2 separate regions of the Mus musculus genome follow, and region 2 is linked to region 1. The links are chromatin contacts, called in public HiChIP or PLAC-seq maps. All regions are on one chromosome and are shown on one strand. Each heading gives the region's core, a stretch centred on a gene start, on an enhancer-like site or on the middle of the called end of the contact. The rest is flanking DNA. Distances are from core to core; before and after follow the strand shown. Region 1 has its middle 22 kb from the start of Bicral. Region 2 has its middle 22 kb from the start of Taf8.

Evidence for each region. HiChIP or PLAC-seq counts read pairs in DNA pulled down with a chosen protein or histone mark.
Region 2: a contact with region 1 is called in an H3K27ac HiChIP or PLAC-seq map of extraembryonic endoderm stem cells, with 4 times the contacts expected there. The contact joins two enhancer-like sites. A contact is called at or near these places in 4 of 115 datasets of contacts at active chromatin or transcription factors (embryonic stem cells, extraembryonic endoderm stem cells, pancreatic cancer cells and 1 more).

The regions. Positions count from the first base shown.
Region 1 is chr17:46,850,558-46,857,176 of GRCm38.p6, reverse strand. It overlaps a transcript of Bicral not described here. Among named protein-coding and RNA genes, the nearest start is that of Bicral, 22 kb to the right of the region's middle. Within about 2 kb of position 2,381, at least 73 of the 459 cell types and tissues checked have an H3K27ac peak or open chromatin away from gene starts, as enhancers often do. A contact at or near this core is called in extraembryonic endoderm stem cells, where this site is marked.
Region 2 is chr17:47,476,564-47,483,182 of GRCm38.p6, reverse strand. No RefSeq gene overlaps it. Among named protein-coding and RNA genes, the nearest start is that of Taf8, 22 kb to the left of the region's middle. Within about 2 kb of position 3,257, at least 4 of the 459 cell types and tissues checked have an H3K27ac peak or open chromatin away from gene starts, as enhancers often do. A contact at or near this core is called in extraembryonic endoderm stem cells, where this site is marked.

The DNA.
Region 1 (6,619 bases), core at 1,132-3,631:
GCCGAGGATCCGCGGCCCAGGCCGGGGACGAGCGAGCGTCCCCGCTGCAGGCTCGGCTCGCCGGTGCGGAGGCCACCCGCAAGGCCCCTGCCAGGCGGCGGGACGGAGGGCGGTGGCTGGCGGGGAGCGCTTTTTGTGCCTTGGTGATCCTTTTATTGTGTCTTGATTTTTTTTTTAATTTTGATTTTTTTTTTTTGGTTTTGTTTTTTAGGGTTTTTTTTTTTTGTTTGTTTTTTTGCTTTTTTTATCCCGGCCCAGAGGGCTTCCCAAGTCACCCCGAAAGCGGCTTCTGGGGGTGGGGGCGGCGGGCCGGAGGACGCTAAGATGGCGCTCGGCCTGGCCTGTAGCCAGGGCTGGTGGCGCAGTTGCTCGGCGGCCGCCATCTTCCCTCGCGGCCCGGGCGGCTCCCGGAGTCCGGGAGCCAGGAGCGGGCCGCCGGCTCCCGAGGATGGAGCCGAGGCCGCGGAGACCCCCAGACCCAAAAGGCTGGCTCGCCGCGTTGGGGCTTGAAGGGGCTGAGGTGGTGACGGTTTGCTTTCGGTCGCTTGTCTCGGGCCGAAAATAGTGGGATGTGGTCGGGTTCCTTGGTTGATGGCGTCCCTCCCTGCCTCCGCTCATCCCCCCCGTGTTTTCCTCTTTGATCTCGGGATGGACGGCATAGTCTTTCAGGCTCGGCCGAGGGCAAGACTTTGGGGACCCCCTTGCTTGGTTTTCCTGATTCTTGGGGGTTAGAGCCCCAGCTGACAACGCTAAGGACAGGGTCGTTCTGCCTTCCCGGAACGTGCCCGGCCCAACTGTAATTCATTTAAACCGGTTGTAGTTAGTTGGTTGTTTTGTCAAACAGACCTGGATCTGGTCCCCAGAATGCAGGGACGAGACGGTTGCAAGTGACTTCTAGTTTGGGCCTTCAATGGACTTCATAGACTATCTTAATTAAATCTCTGATCGAAGAAACTCAGTTAAGCTTCAGAGTGTACTTTTTCATTTTGTCTGGTTTTTTTTGGGGGGGGGGGATGGGGGGAGTCCAGTCCAGGCAGGGTTTCTCTGTATTGCTCTGGCTGTCCTGGAACTCATTTTGAAGACCAGGCTGGCCTCGAACTCGGAAATCCGCCTGCCTCTGCCTCCCAAGCACTAGGGATTAAAGGTGTGCGCCACCACCGCCCGGCATACTTTTTCATTTTGTAAAAACCAAGTTTCCTTATATAGATAAATACCGGGCAGGTGTGTAGAGGTCTTAAAACGTTACAGGAGAGGAGGAAGGTCTGGGAAGCTCTGGAGGCACTGGGAGATGGAAATAGTTAATTTTCTAGTGGTTAAAAGTCACAGTGTGTGGTGCTCTTTGTGTCTGAATACAGTAGGTAGGCAGTGGATGTTAGGGACTGCCATACATTGAACACTTCCAGAAAGTGTTTAGTGCTTTAAATACTTGTGGCTTACTCATGACAGACTGTTTTTATTAATCTAGTTCAGGCTAGTAGCCATTTTAAGCAGCAAAAATTGCATTCCCCCACAAAGTTCCACACTGAATCTGACCATCAGAATTAACTGGGAGGTGCTTTAAAATACAGATCTGCCATCTCCATTATTTACCAAGATGAGCTGTGGTCAGTTTTAGCGTGGCACTCCACCTCCAGGACTGAAATTCCGGCCTCATCAGGGAGAAGTTGGAATGAGAGTCCATTGTTTGAGAGCCCATGGGGACAGCTAGTACTCTCGCCGATTTAGAACTAGACTGTACTAGACTAGAACTTGATGTGCGGGAGGGGGCAACATCGGATTTTCGGTCCATATTATTTTGGTTTGAGTGACAGCTCATTATTTTTCCCTTTCTTCCTGCCATGTATTAAAGTCATTTAAAGCTTTTTTTTTTTTTGTAGAGAATTTAGATATCATGAGATTTTTAAATCTTAGTACTGAGTCTGCTTCTGAGTGTTACTGGAGGGTTTTTTAAATTACATTTCCTTTCTACCACATGGGTCCTGAGGATTAAACTCGGGTCGTTGGGCTTACAGTGAATCACCTTTCCCCTCGGCCATCTCTGTGGCCCTATTACTGGAGTACTTAGGGCAAAAGCCCTGGCTCTGGCCCTACCAACAGGCCAGACTCCACGCTGGTCTAGGTACACCAATAAAAGAGGAGTAGGGGTGAAAAGCTGACACATTGTGGCCTCATTGAGACTAGGGACAGGTCAAGAGACTTATCAAACCCTTCTTGCAGGCACTGACATTACCCAGAATTCCATCCTCAGCGGGTTTTGATGTTACACAGGAAAAATGGCCAGGAAAGCAGGAGGTGGAGGTGGAAGGAAGGAGTCCGGTTCCCCGTGTAGTCTGGTTCCCGAGAAACTAGTGGCTTGTGCTCCAAGCAGCCACCTCATCCCGGATCCGGGCAGCCCCAGCCCTGCAGGCCCACAGCCCCTGGAGGCCCTTGCCACAGGGATGTTATCAGTCCTGTTTGTTCCTAGAATTCAAGGTGACTCAAGAGGAAAGATTAAGATAGGACACCGAGCTAGAGAGAAATCAGATAGGCCAGTAACTGCCCGCCTTCAAGTCCAGCCAAGCCGAGTAGACAGGATAGCTGTGTAGCTTAAAAGGTTTTCACTTGCATGTGGACACAAAGCCCAAAAGCTTTTAAAACCGTGGTTTCTCTAAAATAGTCTAGTTTATAGGGAAAGAATCATTAAAAGTAGTGGTGAGTGGAATTTAAAACAAGACATCTGAACTCATGGAATTCACAGCCAGTGGGAGAAAACCTGTAAGCTGGAGGTTTCATATGAGTTGGGAGTAGCCCTTGCTGCCTAGTAAGTTTCTCCGAAGGCATGAGCTGTGCTAGCCACCTCAGAAGCAGGGTTTGTCGTTCCAAGCCGCCTGTGTAGAGCAGACTGAAAGGGAGCGAAGGCTGCCGAGCTTCTCTGGAGCTGCTGTGATTAGGCCACTTAGGGAATTCTTAGATTTGTCCTAATTGCAGTGAGAAGCTATGGTCTAAGGGAGTAGGGTGGGGATTTGAACTCAGGGCTGCAAGCATTGCTAACGAGCAATCCACTGCGGAGGATTTTTGTTTTGAAACTTCAGTATCATAGTCGTGCTTAATTGCTTGGGCTCAAGTTTTGTGTTCATGTGATCCTCCTGCCTCAGTTTCCTAGTCCTAGGACTACCAGTGCAGAAGTGCTCATGTTCTTTATAGACGATTTGACCGCTGTGTAAAAGGTAGGGATTAGAAAGGTTTGCACTGTAGTCTGGTCCTGCAAGAGCGGAAGGAATCAAGAATGTCTTCTCAGCCGGGCGTGGTGGCGCACGCCTTTAATCCCAGCACTCGGGAGGCAGAGGCAGGCAGATTTCTGAGTTCGAGGCCAGCCTGGTCTACAAAGTGAGTTCCAGGACAGCCAGGGCTATAAAGAGAAACCCTGTCTTGAAAAACCAAAAAAAAAAAAAAAAAAAAAAAAAAGAATGCCTCTCATTTATGCTTCTCATTTATGGGCCAAGCTTTGAGTGGCTGACGGTGCCACTTAGAATTTGGAGACGACCAGAAGAGGACTAGCTGGCAAGGGATGGTGACAGGATTCATATGCCACTTGTTGGGTACCAAAATTGAGCTGTTAGAAGTCACTGGCTGGTGGGTGTGTCCTGGGAGCAGCCCAAGTCATGTGAGAGCACAGAAGTGGACCAAGCTGTGCAAGGACAGTAGTGTGCCCAGTGGAATGCTGAGGAGTTAGGCCGTGGCGGCATGCCCACCCATCTGACAAGCAGCTTCTCTGCCGTGTGAGTTGAAGGGCTGGGCTCAAAGAGTGGGGAGTAAATACTGCAGCGGGGTTACAGCCTCATTTTGAGTACTTGGTGTGGGGAGAGAATGTGTGTGTGTAGGTCTGTCAAGTCTTTCATCTTTAACATGGTTCTGGAGATCAAACCCAAGGCTTAGGCACTTTACCTCCAGAGCCATTTTCCAACATTTTCACATGAGCTGAGAGTATCTACCCAAGAGGGAGAGATTAATAAAACAGCAAGTCTGATAAAGGGGCAGGATTCTTGAGAAAGGACAAAGAATTTCAGATCTAAGAACAAGGTTTATCAGGGTGGGAGGAGAGTGGAGTGAAGGCAGAAAAGAAGAGCAGGAGTTAGAGGGAGTGAAACCTCGGAGGCGGGGATGGAGGGCAGGCTGTGGTGCTCTCACGCATGGCCAGCATCTTGCAGGAAGAACAGGTGGCGGCTGGTTTCAGAAGGAAGTTGTTGGTCATCTCGGGCTGCAGGGCAAGTGGGACATAAGACACCTGCAGGCTGCTGCCTGGAGCCCTGAGTCTGCGCACTGAGAGCTCTGTACTGCTGTGCTGTTTCCCAGCCCCAGTTTGACTTTTTGACCTTTGCACAGTTGCACTGGGGAGAGGGAGAGGTGTTGAGGGAAGAAAGTATCCAAAGGATGCCAGTGGAAATGTATAAAACCCTTAACCAGCTGGCTCCTCTTTGAGGCAGCTGGTAGTACTTTTTCTTAGGTTCGTGTCCCTTGAACTGGCTACAGAATAACAGTAGAGGGAAATTAGGGAAAAAGGGGGGGGGGCTGGTGAGATGGCTCAGCAGGTTAAGAGCGCCAACTGCTCTTCTGAAGGTCCTGAGTTCAAATCCCAGCAACCATATGATGACTCACAACCATCAGTAATGAGATCTGATGCCCTCTTCTGGGGTGTGTGAAGACAGCTACAGTGTACTTACATATAATAAATCTTTAAAAAAAAAAGGGGGGGGTGGGGGAGGCTGGAGAGATGGCTCAGCAGTTCCAAAGGTCCCGAGTTCAAATCCCAGCAACCACATGGTGGCTCACAACCATCCGTAATGAGATCTGACGCCCTCTTCTGGTGCGTCTGAAGACAGCTACTGTGTACTTAGATATAATAATAAATCTTTTTAAAAGAAAAGAAAAAAGGCATTCAAAATTGATTACTGTAACTGGCTTAGAAGATGCAGGGCCATTTGTTAGGGATGGAGGTTAAGAAGGCCTGAATATAGGGAGAAAGGATGCATTCCTGGGAGGTGTCTTAGTTGGATGGAAATAGTGGGGAAGAGAAACAGCCACTAAGCAGCAGCATGTGGGATGAGCAGAGCTCTCCCAGCAAGTAGTGTTAATAAAGATGCTTGAAGGATGCCTTGGGATGGGATGCTGGGTGGGGCCGCTGGGTCTTTACTGTCCTCTCTCCCTTCCCTCCAGTGCTTCCATTCAGGAAAGTCCCAAGGGCTCCCTTAGTCCTAGACACTCTTGAAAGGGTGTGACTTGTTTAATTATCAATTTCTTAATAAAGTTGTAAATTGAACACTTCCTGTTCTTGTGGCTTCTTTGGCTCACTGGCTACAAACACATCAAACACTGCGTTAGAAGAACCAAAGCTCTTAAGTCAGGATAGGTGTTGCCTCTCAAAGTGGCTTATTTCAGGTCCACCAAATCCAACTTCCTTACATCATCAGGAGTTCAACTTTGTTCCTGGCTAGAATGTAAACATTTCACAAATATTATTTGTCTCACTTTTATCCTGCTTCACACCCTGATGGCCTTTCAATACATGTTAAAGTCGGTGGGTACAGTGGCACACACCTTTAATCCCAGCTCTCAGGGAGGCAGAAGCAAGAGGATCTCTATATTTGAGGCCAGTGTGAACTACACTGGGTTCTAGGCCAAACTAGGCTACATGGTGAGATCCTGTCTGAAGATATTGCTGAAGGTCCATCCCTAGTTTCTGTATTATGAAAAGAGTCAATGACCTACCTAAGGTCCCTTGGGAAGAGTCCCTGAATTATTACATTTTGGCATTTATACTAAACTGTTTAATCTACAACTAGTACAGCTGTATACAGCTGAGATTTCTGAGGTCTAGCAAGTTAAAATTGACCTTGACCAGGCATGATGGCACTTGTCCTGTGGTGCTGGCTGAAAAGACCCAGGGTCCGAGGCTGAAGTAAGGATCACTTTAGGAGAGCGAGAGCTTGGACAACAGAGTTTTGGGGGTTGTTTTGTTTGGGGTAGAGGGATCGAGACAGGGTTTCTCTGTGTGGCCCTGGCTGTCCTGGAACTCACTCTGTAGACGAGGCTGGCCTCGAACTCAGAAATCCACCTGCTTCTGCCTCCCAAGTGCTAAAGGCGTGCACCACAACTGCCCAGCTGTTTTGGTTCTTTTTAAAAAATAAAGTCAAGGCTGCTGGGGTGAGGAGGTTCAGTGGTGAAACGAGCGGCCATGAACCTGACACCAGCCTCGACACATGCCGGAGCAGACTCCTATCTCCTCAGGACTAGGTTATCCTCAGTGCTCCTAGGAAGGGGAGCTCCTGGCAGTAAGGTGATTGGGATACTAGGTGTCATTCCGGGCCTGAGCTGACAGTTTATCTGTGTTTGCTGGAGAGCAGGCCTGGGCCTCAGGCGTGATTTTCACATGTGCATTCCCAGCCCTGTTTTGTTTTGAGACAAAGACTTACTCTGTTGCTCTGGCTGGCCTAGAACTCATTTCATACAAGAGGACTGGGCTCAAAAAAGTCCTCCTGCCTCAGCATCCTGAATGCTGGGAGTGCACTTATGCCTGACTAAAAGTATGTTTTTGTTTTTGTGGTTTTGCTTTGTTTTTTGAGATCTTATTTTTATTTTGTGT
Region 2 (6,619 bases), core at 2,008-4,507, 630 kb before region 1:
GATTCAAGGCTCTATAGTCCTGTGACAGAGGTTCTTTCTGTGCTCATCCTTGTGACTTGTTGGGTGACAGACGGGGCCTTTACACCTTCTGCTTTGGGGGGGGGGTGTTGTTTGTTTGTTTTTCAAGGCAGAGTTTCTTGATGTAGCCCTGGATGTCATAGAACTTTCTCTGTAGACCAGGTTGGCCTCAAACTCAGAGATCTGCCTGTCTCTGCCTCTCAATTACTAGGACTTAAGGTGAGATGTGCATCATCACCAGGCCCTGTCTTTTTTTTTTTTTTTTTTTTTTTTAAGATTTAGTTTTAGCCAGGCATCATTTGGGAGGCAGAGGCAGACAGATCTCTGTGAGTTCAAGGCTAGCCTGGTCTACATAGGGAATTCCAGAATAGCAAGGGCTGCTTAGAGACATTCTGGAGAGAGAGAGAGAAGAGACAGAGACAGAGAGAGACAGAGAGAGAGAGAGGGACAGAGACAGAGAGACAGAGACACAGAGAGACAGACAGAGAGAGAGAGAGAATGAATTAGGTGGAGGTGTATATGCATGAGAGACTGGTACCCACTGAAGCCAGCAGAGGGCGCCAGATCCCCTGGAGTTGGAGCTACAGGCAGTTCGTAAACTGTCTGATGTGGATGCTGGGAATGAAACTTGTATCTTCTGGGAGAGCAAGCTCTGCATGTTCCTTTTCCATTTTGAGGACCCATCTGTTTCATTTTATGTATGAGTGCTTTGCTTGTATGCACATATGTGCACCACCTGTGTGTAGGACCCACAGAGGTCAGGAGGGGGTATCAGATCCCCGAGAACTGGACTTCCAGATGCTTGTGAACCACCGTGAGGGTGCTGGGAGCTGATCCTGGCCCCTCTGTAAGAGCAACGAGTGCTCTCCTTAAGCACAGAGCCATTTTGTCAACAGCACCCCTCCTCCCAGCTCTTTTGTGTGTCCAATCAGTTAATATGTGTGTGTGTGTGTGTTGCTTTGCTGCACATGTCTGCTAAGCAGGTCACCCAGTCCTGAATCTGCCAGTTCACACTCCCACTGAGCGAGTGCCTGCCTCTTCACCATGCAGTGGCCTGAGACCAGGGAACGTTTGCTGGTCTGCTGGTAGGAACCAGTGTCTTCCCATGGCCTGATCCCAGGGCAGTCGAGTGCTCAGAGGAGGGGGCAGTCTCTTTCTGGGTCTGGGGCTGGTGACAATTGCGTTGGACATTCAAGATGACCAAGTCAAAGGAAGTGAGGGAGGAGAGAGGGAGGGAAGGACGAAGGACTAGGCAGGAGGGAGAGACACAGGATACCCTGAGTGGCTCGGACTAAGTATGGCAGTGGCGGCGAGGCTGCAAACAGACCCGAGAGCTTTCTGGCCTCACCATGGAGTTTGCATTTTGATCAGAAATGTAGTTTTTGTTTTGTTTGTGATTCTGCTGTCCTTAGAGCTGCTATGGATGATGGCTTTGAGCTGAGGACTCTCCTGTACTTCCTAAGTGCAGGGATTACAGAGGTAGGCCTGCACCTGGCCCAAGATGGCCTTGTTGTATTTTAGTTCTGTTGCTTTTTTTTTTTTTTTTTTTGTAAAAGGGTCTCTCTCCTTAGCCCTGGTTGTCCTGGAACTCACTGTGTAGACCAAGCTGGCTTTGAACTCACACAGATCCACCTGCCTCTGCCTCCCAAGTCCTGGGATTAAAGGCGTTCGCCACCACTGCCAGGCAGGTTATCAGTTCTGATAGCCAATGCCTTTACCCACTACACCGTCTCCTGGGCCCCAGGATGCAGGGCACTGGGGAAAGCTTGTAAACAGGCCAAATCTCACTCCTCGCTCTCAGCCCAGGAGTGAAGTACAGTCCTCCTGGGTTATAGTACGGTACTTCATTTCTTAGTACAGCAGGAAATGGGCTTTGAAGCTAAGCAGCTTGCATGAGGTCAGTCGCTAGGTGGGGTGGAGGCTGGCACCCTGAGAGCACACTCCCGTATTAATGCACCTTCCTCTATGGTGCAGGCTGAGCATGTCCACAGGCATTCCTGCCCATCACCCTAGCCAATTAAACATGTCCCATACCCTTGACCTAAGCGTCCCCAAAATGTGTCTTAGATTCCCCTGTCCTCCTCCTCCTTTTTAGGGTGGCTGGGTGGGTTGAGGCAAAGTCTTACTATGTCACCCGTGTTGCCCTGAACTCATTATATAACCCAGGCTGACCTCAAAGTGACACAAGCCTGCCTCGGCCTCCTGAGAGCAGACTATAACAAATGCCCTCCCCCCAACACACACTCAGTTTATTGCTTCTTACTGAACCGATCCCAAACTGAGCATGCTTAGAAAGTACTGCTTAGTTCACTATGTGGTCCAGGCTGGCCTCCAGCTCACAGAAATCCTCCTGTCTTAGTCTCCCAAAGGTTGGAATTTCAGGGGTTATACCAACATTCCTGGCTTATTACACACGCCTGTCCCTCCCCCTGAAACACGTGTGCACACCTCACTCTTTCTTGGAGGTCATTCCGGGTACATAAGCGGCATCCTTATTGGCTTATGTGGATGGATGCAGAGCATCCCGACATGCCTATCCTAATGGATTTCCTGGCATGCACAGAACTTGAGCTCTTGTCAGCAAACACTGCTACGGTGGCCTGCTGTCATTGTATTCACCTACCTGGAGCTGACATCATCACCGTGCAAACTCGTGTGTGTGTGTGTGTGTGTGTGTGTGTGTGTGTGTGTGGGTGTGCGCGCGCGCGCGAGCAGGCGCTTTCGAGCATCTGTGTGCATGCACGTGCCTGCCGAGGCCAGAAGCAGGCATCAGTGACCTTGGAGCAAAGTCGTAGGCACCGTGAGCTGCTTGATCTGAGGTGCTGGGGTCTGGACCGAGCAGCAAGGACTCTCCATGGACGAGTGTCTCTAGTCTCAGTGCTAGTTTTTAGGCTTCAAAACCTCAGGGCCTGGTTGTGGTGGTTGTTGTTTTAAAGTTTGAGTCTCCATGGGTGGAGCTCTGTCCCAGCAACCTGAGTGGCTTGAGACAGTGGTTGCTGCCAAATAGCCTTCCTCCAGGAGAAAAAAAAAAAAAAAAAAACCAAACCAAAACCCCAAAACCTGGTTTCCCACACTGCAGCCAAGCATTCCTGCCAATCTGATAAGCGAATGGCAGTTTTCAGAAGCGTTTTGTATTGTGCTTAATGAGATAATGAGGGAATGTTCCCACAGAGCAATGTTTGAGATAGCATCTCTAGTGGACAGCCTATTCAGAAGGGAGCCAGGATGTTCCCTGAGCGCAGGGTTCTCACCTTCCCTGGAATGCCAGGCAACTGCCTGTCATTCTGGTCAGGAATTACCCTGGTGCAAACAAGTGTGAAGACAGCCACTTCAGAAACTCAGCCTTCCCACAGGGTGAGATAGATCCCCTGCTCCCTAGGCTGTGCCACCTCCTCTCCAGAGCCAGGGTCTGTCCCTTCCCTGATGGCTAAAGAATCAAGCAGAGTGACGGGCGTGGTGGCGCACGCCTTTAATCCCAGCACTCGGGAGGCAGAGGCAGGCGGAGCTCTGAGTTCGAGGCCAGCCTGGTCTACACAGTGAGTTCCAGGACAGCCAGGGCTACACAGAGAAACCCTGTCTCAAAAAACCAAAAATAACAAAACAAAACAAACAAAAACAAAAAGAATCAAGCAAAGTGATGGTCCTTTCACTGCTGTCCCCAAGCACATTCACTTATTTTATTTGTATTTGTTTGTCTGTCATTTCTTTATTGAGACAGGATTTCTCTGTGTAACCCTGGCTGTCCTGGAACCTGAAGATTAGGCTGGCCTCGAACTCAGGGATCCACCTGCCTCTGCCTCCCGAGTGTTGCTGGGGTTAAAGGTTTGGGCCACCCATTTTAATTTTAAAAATAGTTTCTTTATTATTATTATTATTTTATGTTTGGGTATCGTGCCTGTCTATCTATATATCTGTGCTCTGTGTTGTGTAGGGCCCACAGAATCCAGGAGAGAATGTCAGACCCCGTGGACCCCTTTGTAACATGGGTGCTGGGTACTTTGCAAGAGCAGCTATCACTCTTACCCTCCGAGTGGTCTCGGCAGCCCCCGTGGGGCTGTTAGTTATCACCACTCTGCTGACATTATTCTGAGGTCGAGTTTGGACTTGGTAAGAAGGAAACAAGACTTTCACTCTTCCCAGCCTCACTCTCATGGGGTTCATTTAGGAGCAGCTTCTTTTTATCCAAGACAAGGGCTCATGTAGCCCAGGTTGGCCTTGAACGTACAGGATAGCCTTGGTCTGAAAACTCAGTGCCTGGGAGGCAGGGGCTGGAAGATGAGACGCCATCTCTGAACACGTACAGCCAAAGCTAGCCTAGGACTTCCTGTCCTCCTGCCTCCAGCTCCCAAGTGCTGGGTCACACACAGGTGGGTGGCACTGTACCCAGTGACCAGGGGACACTTGGTGGGCAAGTTTTCTAGTTGGGTTTATGTAAATGAACCAGGAAGGAAGAAGCAGAATATCGGGAAAAGTTAAGCCCCTTAGAGCATTCCTGGTTCGTTCTTTCTTCCTTCCTTCCTTCCTTCCTTCCTTCCTTCCTCTCTCTCTCTCTCTTTCTTTCTTTCTCTTTCCTTCCTTCTTTCCTTCCTTCCTTCCTTCCTTCCCAACCTTCCTTCCTTCCTTCCTTTCCTTTCCTTTCCTTTCCTTCCTTCCTTCCTTCCTTCCTTCCTTCCTTCCTTCCTTCCTTCTCTCTCTCTCTCTGTGCACATGTATATATGATGGCGTGTATGCAGGAGTGTATATATGGTGGTCTGTGTGCACATGTGTCACATGACTCCATGTTCCAATTTTCTGCTGGCAGTCCCGATAGGAAGGCCTCAGAAACATATATCTAATAAACAGGCTTGTTGTTATTCAATAATAATAATAATAAGTATTTTCATGCTTTTTATTAGATAATAAACACACTTTATTTGGTCAGGGTTGAGGCAGGGTTTCTCTGTATAACAACCCTGGCTATTCAGGAATTCACTCTGTAGACCAGGCTAGCCTCAAACTCACTGAGATCTGCTTGCCTCTGCCTCCCAGGTGCTGGGGACTAAAGGTGTGCACCACCACCACCTAGCTTTAAAGGCACTTTAGAACAAAAACAGTAAATCACAAAATATATGGAATTAAAAAACAGAGAGGGCTAGAGAGACGGCTCAGCAGTTAAGAGAACTTGCTGCTCTCGCAGAGGACATGTGTTAGCTTCCCAGCACCCAGGTTACAACCAAGGCTCACAAATCTAGTTCCAGAGGATTCAGTGTCTTCTGACCTCTCTGAGCCTCTGCACACATGTGAGGTTACACACACAGACACGCACACCCACATGTGAGATTACACATGCAGACACACACATGGGAGATTATACACACAGACACACACAGACACCTAAAGTTTAAAAAAAATCCTTTTTTAAAAAGTAGAGTTCATTCCCGGGTTTCGGCAAAGGTCTATCAGGCCGGGCAGTGGTGGCACACGCCTTTAATCCCAGCACTCGGGAGGCAGAGGCAGGCAGATTTCTGAGTTCGAGGCCAGCCTGATCTACAAAGTGAGTTCCAGGACAGCCAGGGCTATACAGAGAAACCCTGTCTAAAAAAAATAAGTAGAGTCCAGAGCCTGTGGTAACCCTAACATTCCAGAGTCAGTGGCGGGAGAATTGCCCGCCCCCCCCAAAAAAAAAACTAAAGGAAGGAAGGAAGGAAGGAAGGAAGGAAGGAAGGAAGGAAGGAAGGAAGGAAGGAAGAAGATAGAGTCAAGCTCAAGGGTACACACCTTTAATTACCACACCTAGGAAGCCGAGGCAGGAAGATTTTTCAAACTGCCAAGTTTGAGACTATACTAGCTGGTTTTGTGTCAACTTGACACAGCTGGAGTTATCACAGAAAAAGGAGCTTCAGTTGAGGAAATGCCTCCATGAGATCCAGCTGTAAGACATTTTATTTTCTCAATTAGTGATCAAGGGGGAAAGGCCCCTTGTGGGTGGGACCATCTCTGGGCTGGTAGTCTTGGTTCTATAAGAGAGCTGGCTGAGCAAGCCAGAAATGAACATCCCTCTATGGCCTCTGCATCAGCTCCTGCTTCCTGACCTGCTTGAGTTCCAGTCCTGACTTCCTTGGTGATGAACAGCAGTATGGAAGTGTAAGCTGAATAAACCCTTTCCTCCCCAACTTGCTTCTTGGTCATAATGTTTGTGCAGGAACAGAAACCCTGACTAAGACAGAGACCAACCTGGGATGCATATTGAGTATCAACCAGCCAGAGTTATGTAACAAGAATTTGTGTCAAACCACTGTTAAAGCAAAGAAACACACACCACCAAGCCAGTGGAGGATGGTCTTGAATAATTCAGTATGGAAATCAGGAGCAGGCCCGGAACAAACAAACAAACAAACAAACAAATGCAGTGTGTGACAGATGGTGGTAACTGCTAAGGAAAACTCATGCAGGAGGGTATTGAGAGTAAATATGCAGGAACAAGGTTAGTGGGTTCTATGGGCTGGTTAGGAAAGGCTTGTTTGCTCCAGGAGGGTAACATTTGAAGCTAGACCAAATAACTGAGAAAATAACTTTTGGGTTAAAGGCTCCGAGGCAGGAGCAGGCTTAGCTAGACGGGACT